Regions from separate parts of the Anser cygnoides genome. Here region 1 is linked to region 2. The links are chromatin contacts, called in public Hi-C maps. All regions are on one chromosome and are shown on one strand. Each heading gives the region's core, a stretch centred on a gene start, on an enhancer-like site or on the middle of the called end of the contact. The rest is flanking DNA. Distances are from core to core; before and after follow the strand shown. Region 1 holds the start of LOC106040831 (tyrosine-protein phosphatase non-receptor type substrate 1-like). Region 2 holds the start of FAM110A (family with sequence similarity 110 member A).

Region 1 (6,400 bases), core at 3,581-6,080, 150 kb after region 2:
GCAGCCTCAGTGCCAGCTTCATCCTTCCCCCCAATTTCCTGATGCGGTGGGGGCTTGGCTCTCTCCGGCACACCGGATATTTTCCCAGCCCCTAAGCTCAGCCTCGGCCGTGGGGACATCAGCGGGACCCCAGGGCTGCGAGCTGAGCAGAAGCGAAGTGGGTGTCCTGAGGATGCTGCTCGTCCCTGTGGATTCTCCGGTGTCTGATAGGAGGCTGTGCCATTGCAGCTATCGCTGCTGGGAACCTCCCTGCCCTACCTGGTCGCAGTTTTGTGACATCCCTGGGGACAGCAAGGGGCAGGCTGGGGACTGCCCTTCCGGCCGTTCTCCATCTTTCCTGCCACAGGCACAAGGGGACAGAGAGTGAAAACGAAAGCTGTCAAACCCATTTAAATCCAGCGATGGAAGGAAATCCTTCACACCCAGCGCTCATTTAGCCTGGTGCTGCTTCACCGTAGGATGTCGTTGAGGCCACGAAGCTGGCAAGGATTACGGAGGGATTTCCAGGGCCGTGGGACGAACAGGAACATCCAGTGCTGAAGGAAGACTCGCTTTGTGCTCTCGGCATCTGACGGGCCGCTGCTCAGGGACCGCTGCCAGCCAGAGCCGGCACGGGGAGCGCAGCCCCTGCATGGGGCCGGCGCCCATGAGGGCGGCAGGGTGGGCAGGGGGCGTCCCACCGGCTCCGGTGGTGCCCCTCGTGTCAGATCAGGTGAAGGTGGCACACCGTGGTGCTCCTTGCCCCCCCCCAGCACCCCCACATGCATCGTGCCCCAAAGGAGCCGCGCACAGGGGCTCGGCTCAGCTCAGCCTCTTGGGGATGCTCTGGTGGGGCTGCAGCACTGTGAAGAGGATTTATGCAAGGAAAAGATCCCGGGGCTGCTGCTTAGACTGGGGAGATGCTTTTGGGTCACCCACGGTGAGGGCAGGGTGAGGGGGGGACCCCAGGCTCCGGCTCCTCCCGGCACAGAGCGACCTTAAAGCTCGGCCGTGCTTGGCCACGGCCGCGGTGCTGGCAGCGCCCCGAGCCCAGCACAAGTGCCCCTCTCAGGAGAAGTGCAAGGGGAAGAAAAAAATATTTAGGGAGGCAGGAGAGCTGCGGGAGGCAGCCAAGGCACAGGCTGAAAGCGCTTTCTCAGTGGCAGCGGCCACCCTGGCCCGGCTGCTCTTGGCCGTGGATGTGCCCGGGGGTGCTGCCAGCCCCCAGGGGCCGTGCCGGCGCCGGCAGCTCCTGGCACGGTGCGGGTGGACGAGACGAGCCCGGCGGCGCCTGGGCCCAGGGATGCACCCGGAGCCCCGTGGGCAGGATGCGGCCCCGCAGGGCCCTCGGTGGGGAGCGCGGCCCTGCTGGGGCTGGGGGCGCGGGGCGGGCGGCGCGGCAGGGTAAAAGCAACGCACCCCGTAAAATAATTGCTTCTGACAGATCCGTTTCTTCCACGAGGCTCGGGCTTAATTTTATAATGGTATCAGTAACCATGGCAACGTGTAAAAATAACGTCTCCCCGAGCAAGGCGAATTCCCCGTAAACATCGCCCGTTTCCAGGAGCAAGGGGAGCGCGGACGGGGGACTCCTGGCCCTGGGGCTGGCACAGCCTCGCCTGGCCGCCACCACCACCACCACCACCGTGCTCCCATGGGTGGCAGCACCCCGGGGCCCACCGGTGCTCGCGGCCCTGCTCCGGCCACACCAGCACCCGGCCTCCCTCCGCCTTCACCCCAGCGCCCGGCTGCTGGGACAGGTTCAGTGTTTGGGTGAGGATTCACTCGCTGACTAATTAACGGTGTTAACTGCTTACGCCTCTTGGTGATGATTTCATTTGCTAATCCTTCGGGCTACCCGGAGCTCACAGCGGCTAATTGGGTGGATGTCATTAACGCTCGCGGTCAGGAGCGGCTGCTGAAGGGCTGCGCTGCGATAAGCGCTGGAGCGTTTCGTTGGTGCCGGACGCAAGCGGATTTCGCTCCCCAGGACTGAGCTCGGTGCCCTGGTGCTGGTGAGGTCCCTCCTGCCCCCACGGCAGGGTGAGGGCCCAAAGGTGCTGAGCGGAGCGAGGGCCCAATGGTGCTGAGCGGAGCGAGGGCCCAAAGATGCTGAGTGGGGTGAGGGCCCAAAGGTGCTGAGCAGGCCAGACCACGCAAGGCCCAGACCCTGCATTAGCACCGGGCCAGGGTTTGCATCCACAGCCCTGTCCTGCAGCTGTCATGGCTGCCTGTGCACACACGCTTCACACACGCACAGCCCTCACACCCTCACGTGCAACGCACGTGCTCCTGCCCTCAGCCCTCAGCTGCCCTGTCGTGTGCCTCGGTGCTGAGCTCTGGGCAGGATGGCGGTGCTGTGCAGCTCCCACTGGCAGCTCCTGCCTCGGACCCACAGGACCAGCGCAGGCACCAGGAGCACGGGTGGGCCTTGCAGAGCTGGAATTGATCCCGGTGCTTTTGGTTGCCCTTTGGCTTCGAAACAACAACAACAAAAAGTTAAAAAGAAAAAAAAAAAGAAAAAAAAGAAAAAAAAAAAAAAAAAAAGAAAAAAAAAAAAAAAAGAAAAAAAAGAAAAAAAAAGAAAAAAAAAAAGAAGAAGAAAAAAAAAGGAGACAAAACAATCCAAAATGCTTGCAGCAGCACGGATGTGCCCGATCTCTCTGGGGCCAAAGCAAACAGCCCCAAGCTCCGGCACACGGCCCCCGAGCTGCGAGGCTGCTGCGGGGGCAGCGACCGCGGGGACGTTGACCGTGGGGACATCGACCACGGGGCCACCGGTGCCAGGGCTGGTGGCGGCGCTGGCAGTGCCAGGGGCTGGTCGAGCACCAGCGGGGGGTGCAAGCAGGGGCAGCCCCGCTCAGGGCTGGGCCCAGCCGTTTCGGGCAGGCACAACGCCATCCATCCCGGCTGCGGAGCGGTTTCCATCTCCACCGCGATGCGGTGGATGTGGCGGGCTCACAAATAACCTCCGAGCAAGCTCCGTTATCTCTTGGCACCCTTCTAACAGCACCCGGTAACACGCCGGGGGGTCACAGCGGGCCTCCAGCCCCCACCAGCTCCCCATCATGGCCTGCCATGGGGCCGGAGCTGCTCCCCTAAACCTCCACCAGCACAAATCCGCCACCAAGCCCAGTTTCAAGTCCTGCAGCAGTCCCGGCACCTCCAGTGAGAGCTCTGACGAGCAGGAAGCGATGGGCTGAGATAGCCTAATGTGATAAATCCCCCGGCGTTAGCATTTTTATTTTCATCTGCAGCTGCTGCGGGACTTTGTCGGGCAGCCCGGCCAGCAACGAGTTACAGCAGCCGTGCCTGGGAGCGCGCTGAGCATTATCTGCTATTGCAGCCCTGGATGCGCTTTCATGATAACCATTTGCAATCAACAAAGAACTTTGAGAGGATACAGAAACAAAAAAGGCAGAAGAAAATCAAGATAATAATGCTCCTCCCTTGGCCGGATCCTCACCCTGTCGCAGATATTGTGATGCCAAAGGGCGACCGAGGTCTTCTCCAGCATCGCTCCAAGGGGCAGTGGGCTCAAGGACCCCCAATGTCCCCACGGGCACCCCATCTGCACCCCGTCCTCCCACCCGCAGCACCCAGGAGCCTTCGGCCTCAGGGCTGCCCCCCTCTGCCATCCCCAGGGGGTCGCAGGGCCGAGCAGCCCTGGATGCAGACAACCCCCCCACCATCTTTCCATGCCCACCGTGGGTGTCCCCCACCACCCCTGAGCTTTGCAGCCGAGGGGTGAAGGATTGGGCCCCCCCTGTGCCCTCCCGGTGAGCTGCCCTGGCTTCACGGGGTGCAGGCAGGGCTCCGTGGGATCGCAGCACCCACAGCCGGCGAGCAAAACTTCCTCCAGAGCAAGGGGCAGGATCCTGCCCGCAACCGAGCACGGCCGAGGGCTCACGGCAGCCAACCAGGCAGCGAGTGCCGGCCCTGCCAGGTCCCTCCCCGCCGCCTGCAGCCTGTTTTTCCCACCGTGTCAGCATTTCCACCCCGAACCCTGTGTCCCTCTGTCCAGCTCCCAGCCCTATCGCCTCCAGGTCCGGCCGGGGCGGGCTGCCAGGCCAGGCACAGGATATAAAACCACCTTTCCTGCTGTGACACAGCCTGGCAGGAATTCCCCGTAGGAAACGTGCAGGGCTGCGTTAAGGACGCCCGGCGGAGTTACCCTGCTCTAGCACCCACTGGGTGCTGCTGCAGAGCCAGAGCATCCCACGGGGACTGCATTGCCTTGGAGTGGGTGAGCCACGGCACGGCGCTGGGGCACGGGAGCACTGCTCCCCCTGCTCGCAGCCACTCCGCATGGGGTGAGGGTGAATAAATCCCACAAACGCTCTCAGAGCATCGCTCCCAGCGCCGCCATCCCTCCCTCCCTCTTTCTCCCCGCGCAGAGAGCAGCACGAATCAATCAGAGTTAAACTGGTCCATAAATGTCATTTTCTGGGCTTCAAGGGCACCACCTGATCCTGGCAAAGCGCTCGAGCACCACTACAATTAAGTGGGCTGTGATGAGAAACGTGCCCCGGCCCCGCTGGGCTGCGAGGGCGCTCGCCCCCGGCACCACCGGCACCGCCACGGCCCCTCGGCGCAGGGAGCTCGGGCGAGCGGCTGCGACGTCCCAGCCGAGCCCTAAATCACGCCGTAAAAGCCTGACCAAAGCCATAGCAGCTCCTGCGAGGCCCCCGAGCTGCTTTTTGGGCACAGCTGGACTCTCGGCACCGTGTCGGGAGGAAGCCACCCCTGGCCTGCCGTCCTCCGGCCACCGCAGCTGCTCCCGGGGCCCTGACGAGGCACCTGCAGCTCATTGCCCCCGGCATAAAGGGGGTGCCTGGGGGCTCTCCTCTCCCTTTTCGCAGCGGTGTGGTGCTGGTGGTGGGTGCTGCGGCAGGAGCATGCGGTGAGCAGGCAGGTACGGTGCCCCCTCGTCCCTTATATGATGTTTGCGGGGCCGGGGTGCTCCCCTACCGCTTCTGCTGCCTTTGTCCCTTCCCCGTGGTCCAGCTCAGCTGGGTCTGTGTCCGTGCTGCTCCCTGCAAGCAGGCTGAAGGTCGCTTCTTTCCACCCCTGTGTTAGCATATTGCTCGTTAGAAGTTAACATCAGATAAACTAATTTAAGCTCTTTCTGTACTGGATGTCTTGGACTAAGTTGGCATGGTACCTAATGAAGCTGAAGCTCCATTTGTTGTGCTGGAAGCCCTAAATATCAGCGGTGTAATTGGAGCTACCTACTTTAGAAGCCATTTGTGTGTTTTTCTCTGAGCTGGAAGCCCTGGGAGGGTGCTGGATCCGAAGCTCAGGGGGTGGTGGGGGGAGGCAGGGGGTCTGCAGGACGTGCGCCCCCACCTTGTGGGCTGGAAGGGGCTCGACTTTTGGGGCTGGAGCTGGAGGACAGCGGGGCTGAGCGTGCTGCGGGGTGGCTGAGCGCCTCGCTCTGCTGCAGGAGCATGAGGCAGTGTCGTGACGTGGTCGGGTGGTCGTAGGGCTGGCGTGGGCAGGGATGTGATGGGGCAGGGGGTCCCTGCAAACCTGAGCGCCTTGCTGGGGGGAGCCGTGTGTGCGTTATCGGTGGTTGTCACCTGCCTGGGGACAGCTGTGAGCCCACACCCTGCTGCTGGATGTTTGCTCGAGGTGTTTCTAATGGTCTGCTGCCACCTCCATCGTCAGTGAAGCGAGGCTCTCTACCAGCCCGTGTTTCCCACTGGAGGGTGGGAACTAAAACCTCTCCCATCCCGGTCACCTTTGAATTCCCCTCCAGCCAGGCGAGCTGCTGCGGTGCAGACAGGGCAGAGGGGATCAGAGAGGCTGCCGATGAGGGGATGAAAGAGCCTGGGCAAAACCAGTGCTGCGAGACCTCTGTCTGGGACTGCCCCAGTGAGGCTGGGACTGCCCTGTTGGGTGCTGCTGGGCTCTGATTCACGGATCTGCCCCAAACCCTCCCCGCGAGGTGCTGCCGCCCGGTGCCTCGAAGCCCCCAGAAGAGCACCGATCCCCCAAAAGCCCTGCTGAAACCCTTCCCCAGCCCTCCACCCAGCTCCGAGATGGGATGCCGGAGCAGGGGCTTTGCCTGGAGGCACGCAGGCGCTGCGGGTGCTCGCGTGGGTGCTGGAGCAGACGGAGCCGCGCGTGACGGCGTCGTGCCTCCGAAACGCCGCGCTCCCGCTTCTCTCCCCTCGCTGCGGGGCGGGGGCTGCTCGCCCCGGGGCGGCTCCTTCCAGGCCCCCCAGCACCGAGCGGAGGGGCCGTGGGCAGGAGGAGGGGGGCAGCGCAGCCTGCCCATATGCTCCCTAATGGGGAGCACTAGCAGCTCTTCCCGGGAAGCTCGCGCTGCGCCATCTGCTCTGCCTCGGTACCTTCTTCTCGCAGAGCTTTTTTTAAGCCCTAACTTTCCTTCCCCAGCGCTCCGTGGCGGCGGCTG
Region 2 (6,757 bases), core at 911-3,410:
TCACCGGGCTCGGGCAGGCCCACCGGGAAGCCCCTCCGTTTCCCCACGTGTCCCCCATGGGTGCAGGGGCACCGGAGGATGCAGCGGGGTCCCCGGGTGGGCATGGTGGGGAGGAGCAGCCAGGGAGAGTTGGGGCTCTGTCCTTGAGCCCCAGGACCCCCCGCAACCCGGGGACCCCTGGCCCCCCCAGGACATCGGGTGCAACACCACCCAGCAGTGCCCCAGTTTTCCCAGTCCAGGGGCCCAGTTGGATGGGCACCACCGGGGAGCCCGGCCAGGGTGCGGGGACCTGCTGGCGGGTCACTGCCCATGGCCCCTTCCTCCCCTCCATCCTCCTCCTCCTCCTCTCAGCTCCCCGTCGCCATTTGCATCCCATTTCCATGTGAATGGAGCAGGTCAAGTTGAAAGTTGAAAGCTGGCGCGGGCGCCTGGGGAAGGGGCCTCTGCCCGAGGTGAGAGCCCAACAAAAGGGGCCGCATCCCCAGGGCACGGCGCTCGCCAGGCCTCGGCCACGGCCCCGGCCCCGGCCCCGCTGCAGCCGCCCCGCCGCCATCTGCGGGGCCGTGCTGCTGCTCAGACAAAGGCCTCGCACCCGGCACGTCCCCATCTGTCGGGGCCCCCGCACCCGGGCACGGCGCGGCTCCAGCCCCGAGCGTGGCTGCTGTCTGCGGGGACGCGTGCGGGGAGCTGGGCAGAATCCAGCCCTGAGGGTGATGGGCAGCGAGGCCGTGCCCATGGGAGCCCCCCCCTGCCAGCCCCACAGCCCCTGGGAAGCTCCCTGCGCCCACCCTGGGCAGAGCCAGCAGCGGGGAAACTGAGGCAGGGAGCGGGCGGTGGCTCGCACGGGGCTGCTGCGCGATGCTGGGTCCATTTCCCAGCTCCAAAGCTGTTTGCAGGCTCGTCTCGGTGACTGGCTCTAATTAAACGCCAGGAATTAGCACACGCCAGGTGAGTGTGGCAGCGGAAGGAAGGTCCCGTGGGGAGCTGCCAGCGCTGGGGAGGGGCAGGGTGAGCAAAGCCCTCCCCGGATCCAGGGGCTGAGCTGGGCCCCGTGCCAGGGCCCTGCAGCCCCGCGGGGTGATGCCAGGCACCCACAGCCATCTCCACCCAGCTCTTACAGGGAGGATTTGGCCTCTGAGTTCTCTTCTTTTTTTTTTTTTTTTTTTTTTTTTTCTCTTTCATGGCTGCGTTTCACTCCTGGGGGGTCCTGGAAGCTGCACGTGCAGGGACCCAGCCCCGAGCACCCATGGGAGGTGAGCACGGAGCCAGCACCGGCGCCCACCCGCCCCTGCCCCATCCCCGCCTGCTCCAGAGCCACGGGACAGGCGGTGAACGGGGTGCTCAGGGCGTGCTCCTGCGTTGGGCCGCCCTCCCCAAATCCATCCCCGGTTGCCCCCGGGGAGGGCGAGGCAGCGGGGCGCTGTCTGGCTGCAACGCCCTGCTCCCAAAGCACCCGGCGTGCCCGGGCAGCTGCCTGCAGCCGCCTCCTGCAGCCCTCGCGGGTGCTGCTGGCACGGGGGGGGGGGGGGGGGGACGCAGCCCGGCCGCTCGCACCGGGCAGATGCCCACGGCTCTGCCCCCACCTGCGGCACCCGGCGGTGCTTTTCCAGCTGAAACTGTCACGCGGATCCACCTTTATCTGAAAGAATCCCCCAAGCCAAAGGGCAGCTCTGGCGGTTGTTTCCCCAGCTTCGCCCAGCCCTTCTCTCCCGTCGGCTCCTCGCCTTGCTTCCAAGAGCCGTTTGCAAAGCGCCCTGCTGTCCCGGAGCTCCTGCAGCGCCGTGCAGGACGGGCCGAACGCTCAGCCCCTACCCCGAGGAGCTGCGCTTTGCTGCGGGGACACGCCAGGAGCTGCGGTGCCACCGGTCTGGGCGCAGGCCAGCAGCTCCATGTGGCTCCAGGCTCGGTGGCCTTGCTCCGCCGTGTCACCTCCCTCTGCTCCACTGGCTGGGCCGCTTTGTTTGGAGGCACAGAAACGTGCTGGACTTTGGGACTGCGGGGGCCTGGGGCTGGACCTGGGGCCGGTGCGGGCAAGGGGGACCTGTCCCTGCAGAGGCAGCGGGTGCCCGCGCGCTGGGCCAGCCGTGGGGGTTTGGGGAGGGTCCGATCCCCGCCAGGGTGAGGGCAGGGGGTGGCTGGGGACATTTTGGCTTGGGTTGCACAGCTGCGGCGGGGCCCTTCCCTCCTCCCCGACCGAACCACGAGCCCGCTCCTGCATCCACGCTGCCCAACCGGCACTGCCGGCTGCTCTCGGACCGGCGCCGGGACGTCACCGGCCACGGCCACGCTCCATGACGCAGCCGCAATTAAAGCGTGGCCTGGCGTGGAGGAAAGCCCCGTGCCTCTGCGTGCACGCTGGCAAGGAGAGGTGTTTTCAATCCCTTCAGAGCACCGGGCTGCCTCGGAGGGCGTCTTCTCCCAGCGGTGACTCAGAGGGAGCCGTGAGCCGCCCCGCCGCGGGCAGACCCGTTCCAGTGCCCCACGAGCCCTGCAGGGAGCAGGGGAGGCCACGGTGCGGGGAGGCTGCAGGCACGGGGCCACCGAGCCACCACGGGACAAGCACGGGCCGGGGAGGCTCCAGCAGCGCAGGGCAGATCCAGGTAGGTGGTGGAGGTGGTGCCGTCCCGTGCCGGTCCCGTGCCGGCAACACGGGGCTGGGTCACCGTGGCTGGGCATTACCTGGGCACAAGATCGGTGGCCAGCCTCGGGGCCTGGGTGGCCACGCTCCGTTCGGGCTCGGGGCAGGCAAAAACCTGGCTTCGTTTTCCGGGCTGTTTGGAGGACGGCTCGGCTCCGCTCGGGGTGGCCGTGCCAGGCTGGCGGCTCCCCATCGCCAGGAATGCGGAGCAGCAGGTCGTGCCCGGCCAGGCTGTCCTTGCCGGCACGGAAAGGGGAGCCCATGGTGGGCACGGCTGGCTGTGGTGGGGAGCCAGGCCCTGCGTGCTCGTCCCTTCACCCATCGGGTGCTCCCCAGGGAGCTCTCCCCGTGCCTGGCACAGGTTGCAGGGCAGCAGGGGTGGCTGCTGGCAGGGTGCTGCCGTGGGGTGCGGGACACGAGGGGTGCTGCTGCACGGGCACCCCGCTGACAGCTGCTCCCCGCACCCCGGAAAGCACCCAGAGGGGGTGAGTCAGGCTCTCGTGTCCCTTCTCCATCAGGTCTGGGTGACGCAGGGCCTCGGGGGAGGCTGGCGGTGATTTCCTCCCAGCGGGGCCGGCTGCAGCGGGGTTTGCCCCTGGGCATCCCCCCTCCGGGCTTCAGTGCCCCCGGTCCCTGCAATTAGCGCTGCTTTGCCATGGGGCGTGTGGGCAGGGCTCCAGCCGGGGGGGGGGGGGCCCTGCCTGTCCCTGTCCCTGCCCAGCGAGGATTTTGGTGCCCTGTGCTGCTGGGGAGGAGCGCTGGGCTCCCCGTGGAGGGGTGCAGAAAGCCACCCCCGGCTCTGTGCTGGCACCGGGACTGTCCCCAGCTGCCCACATGCCTGCCTGACCCCCACAGACGCTTCCTGGGTCAGGCAGCGATGTCCCCACTGGGGCAGGAGATGGGGACGCGGGCAAGCAGTGTCCCCCCTGGGGCAGGAAATGGGGACAGGAACAGGGACAGGGACACCCAGCCTCCCCTGGCTGCTCACCTGTAGCGGCGCATCCCATGGATGCACCAGGGACCCCAGCGGGGCCGGGGGGGGGGGGGGGGGTCAGGCTGGTGGGCACGGGCTGGCGGGCACCGCGGGGCCGTGGGGCTTTGGGGCCAGCTCCTGCGGCCCGCAGCCGCCGTGCCGTGGGCTGTACCCAGGAAGTTGTGCAAGCGGGTGAGCGGCCACAGGTGAGGCAGCCAGCTTGGGGCCGCTGTGGGAGGAGGAAGTGGGGCCGCGCTGGCCCCGCTGTGCCCCCCGCTGCACTGGTGAGTGCCTGGGCTCGCCCACAGATCCCCCGGGCTTGCCCGTGCCCCAAACCAGGCAGTGCGGGGCTGGGGGGGGGGGGCTCAGTGTCGGGGGGGGGGGTGCAGCCACCCTGGTGCTCGGCAGGGCTGGAGCATTGCCTGGGGAGGCGGGTGGCAGAGCCCCAGATTGTGGGTGGGGGGATCCTGGGGGCTTCTCGGAGCGGCTGGGGAAGGGTTGGATGGCGCCAGGGCTGCTCGTGGCACCGGGGTGGGAGGGCTGGGGGGGGGGCACGGGACAGGCTGGGCCCCCCCCTGTGGGCGGGCAGCTGCCTCAGCGCGACCGTTGGGGCAGGCGGCTGCTTGCTGTGCCTGGCGGGCTCCCAAGGGTGCGGGGTTCACGGGCCTCCAGCGCGGCTGCTGGCAGGGGAAACACGGCTGGGAACCCCCCTGGGCTTTTGGGGGGGGGCTCACGGTGGAAGCACAATGCTTGGGAGCAGCCCAGCACCAGCGTGCTGCGTCCCGGGACCCCCACGCACTGCCCTCGTTCCCCATCCACTGCTGCAGATAGCAGGGGGGGTCTGCTCCACCCCCCCCCCCAGGTCTCCTTGCTCCCCATGGCGCCCCTCTCCAAAAGGAGATGGGGGGGTGGGGGGGCAAGCTGCAGGCAGGGGGGCTCTGCACTAAACCTGCAAGGGGGCCGAGCACCGGGGGAGCTGCAAAGAGCGGGGACCCCCAGTTTCCCAGCCCGGTGGGGTGGTGGGCGCAGGGGGCCGGCGGTGCCCCCCGGCACGGTGATGCACCCCTGGCACGGTGATGCACCCCAGCACGGCCATCGCCGAGGGTCCGCAGCCGCTTCACCCCCCGTGCTCCCTTCCGGGGCTCCCCTGGTGCCGATGTCGGGGTGCCCTCCCCGCGGCCCCATTGGCCATGGTGCCGTTTGAAGCAGGCTTTGCTCCGCGGATTGGCCGGGCTTCGTTTCGGGGACGGCTGCCGGAGGCGTGGTCCCTGCCTTGAAATAGGAAGCTCGGCGCAGCCGGAGCAGACAGCGCGGCACCGCACAGCCCCGCGCAGCCGCTCGGGCCTTTGTCTGCCCGCGGGGCCCCGGGCGTGGGCAGGCAGCGCCCGCCGCCCCACCGACACCCCTCACCCTGGTCCCTTCCTTGCAGCCCGCGGCGCGTGCCCTCCGCGCCCCCCTCGCCACGCCGTCCGCCCGGACGATGCCCGTCGAGGCGCTGAACGCCGGCGATGCCATGAAGGGGGCGGCGGTGACGGCGCCCTTCACCTCGGCCATGCCCATCCGCATCCTCAACAAGGGCCCCGAGTATTTCCGACGGCGCGTGGAGCCGGGCGCGCGGAAACCCAGCGCCGTGGAGAGGCTGGAGGCCGACAAGGCCAAGTACGTGAAGAGCCAGCAGGTCGCCAGCACCAAGCAGGACCCGGTGAAGCCGCCGCTGCTCAAGCAGCCCCTCTTCGCTCCGGGCGTGCGCCGGGCCATGCTCACCCCGAGCCGTAAGACGCCGCCGGGACCACGCCGTTCGGAGGCCAGCGGGACGAAGACCTCCCTCAACCTGGAGATCCTCAACAACCTCATCAACATCTGCGACAGCCCCTTCCCCAAGGCGGAGAGCCCGCGGGGCCGGGAGTGGCAGTGCAAGGCGGAGGCGCCGGGCGCCGGGGCGGAGGGGGCTGGCAAGGCACCGGAGAGCCCCGCCGCCCCCAAGCCCTCCGGCACCGTGGCCGTGCGCAGGGTGGACGTGCGGCCCTGCGGGGCTCTGCCCGCCAGGGTGTCCCCCGCCGGCCAGGTGACGCCGGTGTCCTTGTCACCCGCCCCGGGCAGGCTGCCTGCGGCGCCGGCGCTGAGCTCGCCCAGCCGCCCCGAGAGCGCCCGCCGGCAAACCCTGCTGCACCGCTCCAAGTCGGACCTGAGCGACCGCTTCTCGCGGGCCACCGCCGACCTGGAGCGCTTCTTCAACTACTGCGGCCTGGACCCGGAGGAGGTGCGGGACATGGGCGCGGAGCACTTCGCCCGCGCCAGCTCCGACATCGTGTCCGTCAAGTTTCACAGCGTCAGCACGGCCAGCTCGGAGGGCGGCCGCTCGCCCCGCAGCGCGGCCACGCCGGAGGGCCGGCCGGCCGAGCGCATGCCCTACGGCATCTCCGTGGTGGAGCGCAACGCCCGCGTTATCAAGTGGCTCTACGGGCTGCGCCAGGCCCGCGAGCCCCAGCAGGTCTCCAACGTGTAGCACCGCCGCGTGCCAGCGCACGGCGCCAATGCCGGACAGGGAGGAGGAGGCGCTGGGCAGACCGTGCCCCCCCAGAGCGGTGGGGACATCTCGGACCCTCGGACTCAGGCACCGTGCCTCGTCCCTGCTGCCCTGCGTTACAGCTGCAGGGCTCGGGTGCCGCAGCCGTGCGTCCTCCCGGGGAGTGCTTTGCCTCCCGATGGAGCTGGCTCTGTAGGGCCCCAAAACCAGCACCCAGGTCCCCGTCAGCCCGCGGAGGGCTGGGGACATGGCTGTGCCTGCTGGCATCCTGCTGGCTGGGCTGCGGGGTGCACGGCCGGTCCCACCTGCACAGAGGGGGCATCCCGGCTGCTTCCAGGGGTCCCAGCTTGCAGGAGTGCATGGGCGCCCCGGGGGGCACGTCGGGGGTCCTTGCATGTGGCCAGGGGGTGAGGATGCATGCGGCCGCAGCTGGGGGGCGGTCACTGGTGGCCCCCATCCTAATGTCCTGGTGAGCGTCCTGGAGGAGCTGGGTGCTCTGCCAGGGAGGCCAGAACTGAGCTCCCCTTGGAGCAGCCCAGGCCTCTGTGTGCGTGTGTGCATGTGTGTGCGTGTTTGTGTCTCCCTTTTTGTTTGTCAGCAAGAAAGCCCAGGCATGCCG

The links. Hi-C and Micro-C count contacts between places; a contact is called where the count stands out from the background.
Region 1: a Hi-C map of liver shows a contact between it and region 2, with 2.9 times the contacts expected there. The contact joins the promoter of LOC106040831 here to the promoter of FAM110A in region 2. A contact is called at or near these places in 2 of 7 Hi-C or Micro-C datasets (both in liver).

What each region holds. Positions count from the first base shown.
Region 1 is chr16:1,439,441-1,445,840 of Taihu_goose_T2T_genome, forward strand. It overlaps LOC106040831 (tyrosine-protein phosphatase non-receptor type substrate 1-like), which reads left to right and starts at 4,831. Exons shown (of 9, transcript XM_048074660.2): 1 at 4,831-4,894.
Region 2 is chr16:1,295,070-1,301,826 of Taihu_goose_T2T_genome, forward strand. FAM110A (family with sequence similarity 110 member A) reads left to right here and starts at 2,161. Exons shown (of 2, transcript XM_048074778.2): 1 at 2,161-2,600; 2 at 5,041-6,757. The coding sequence starts at 2,292. The coding sequence ends at 6,117.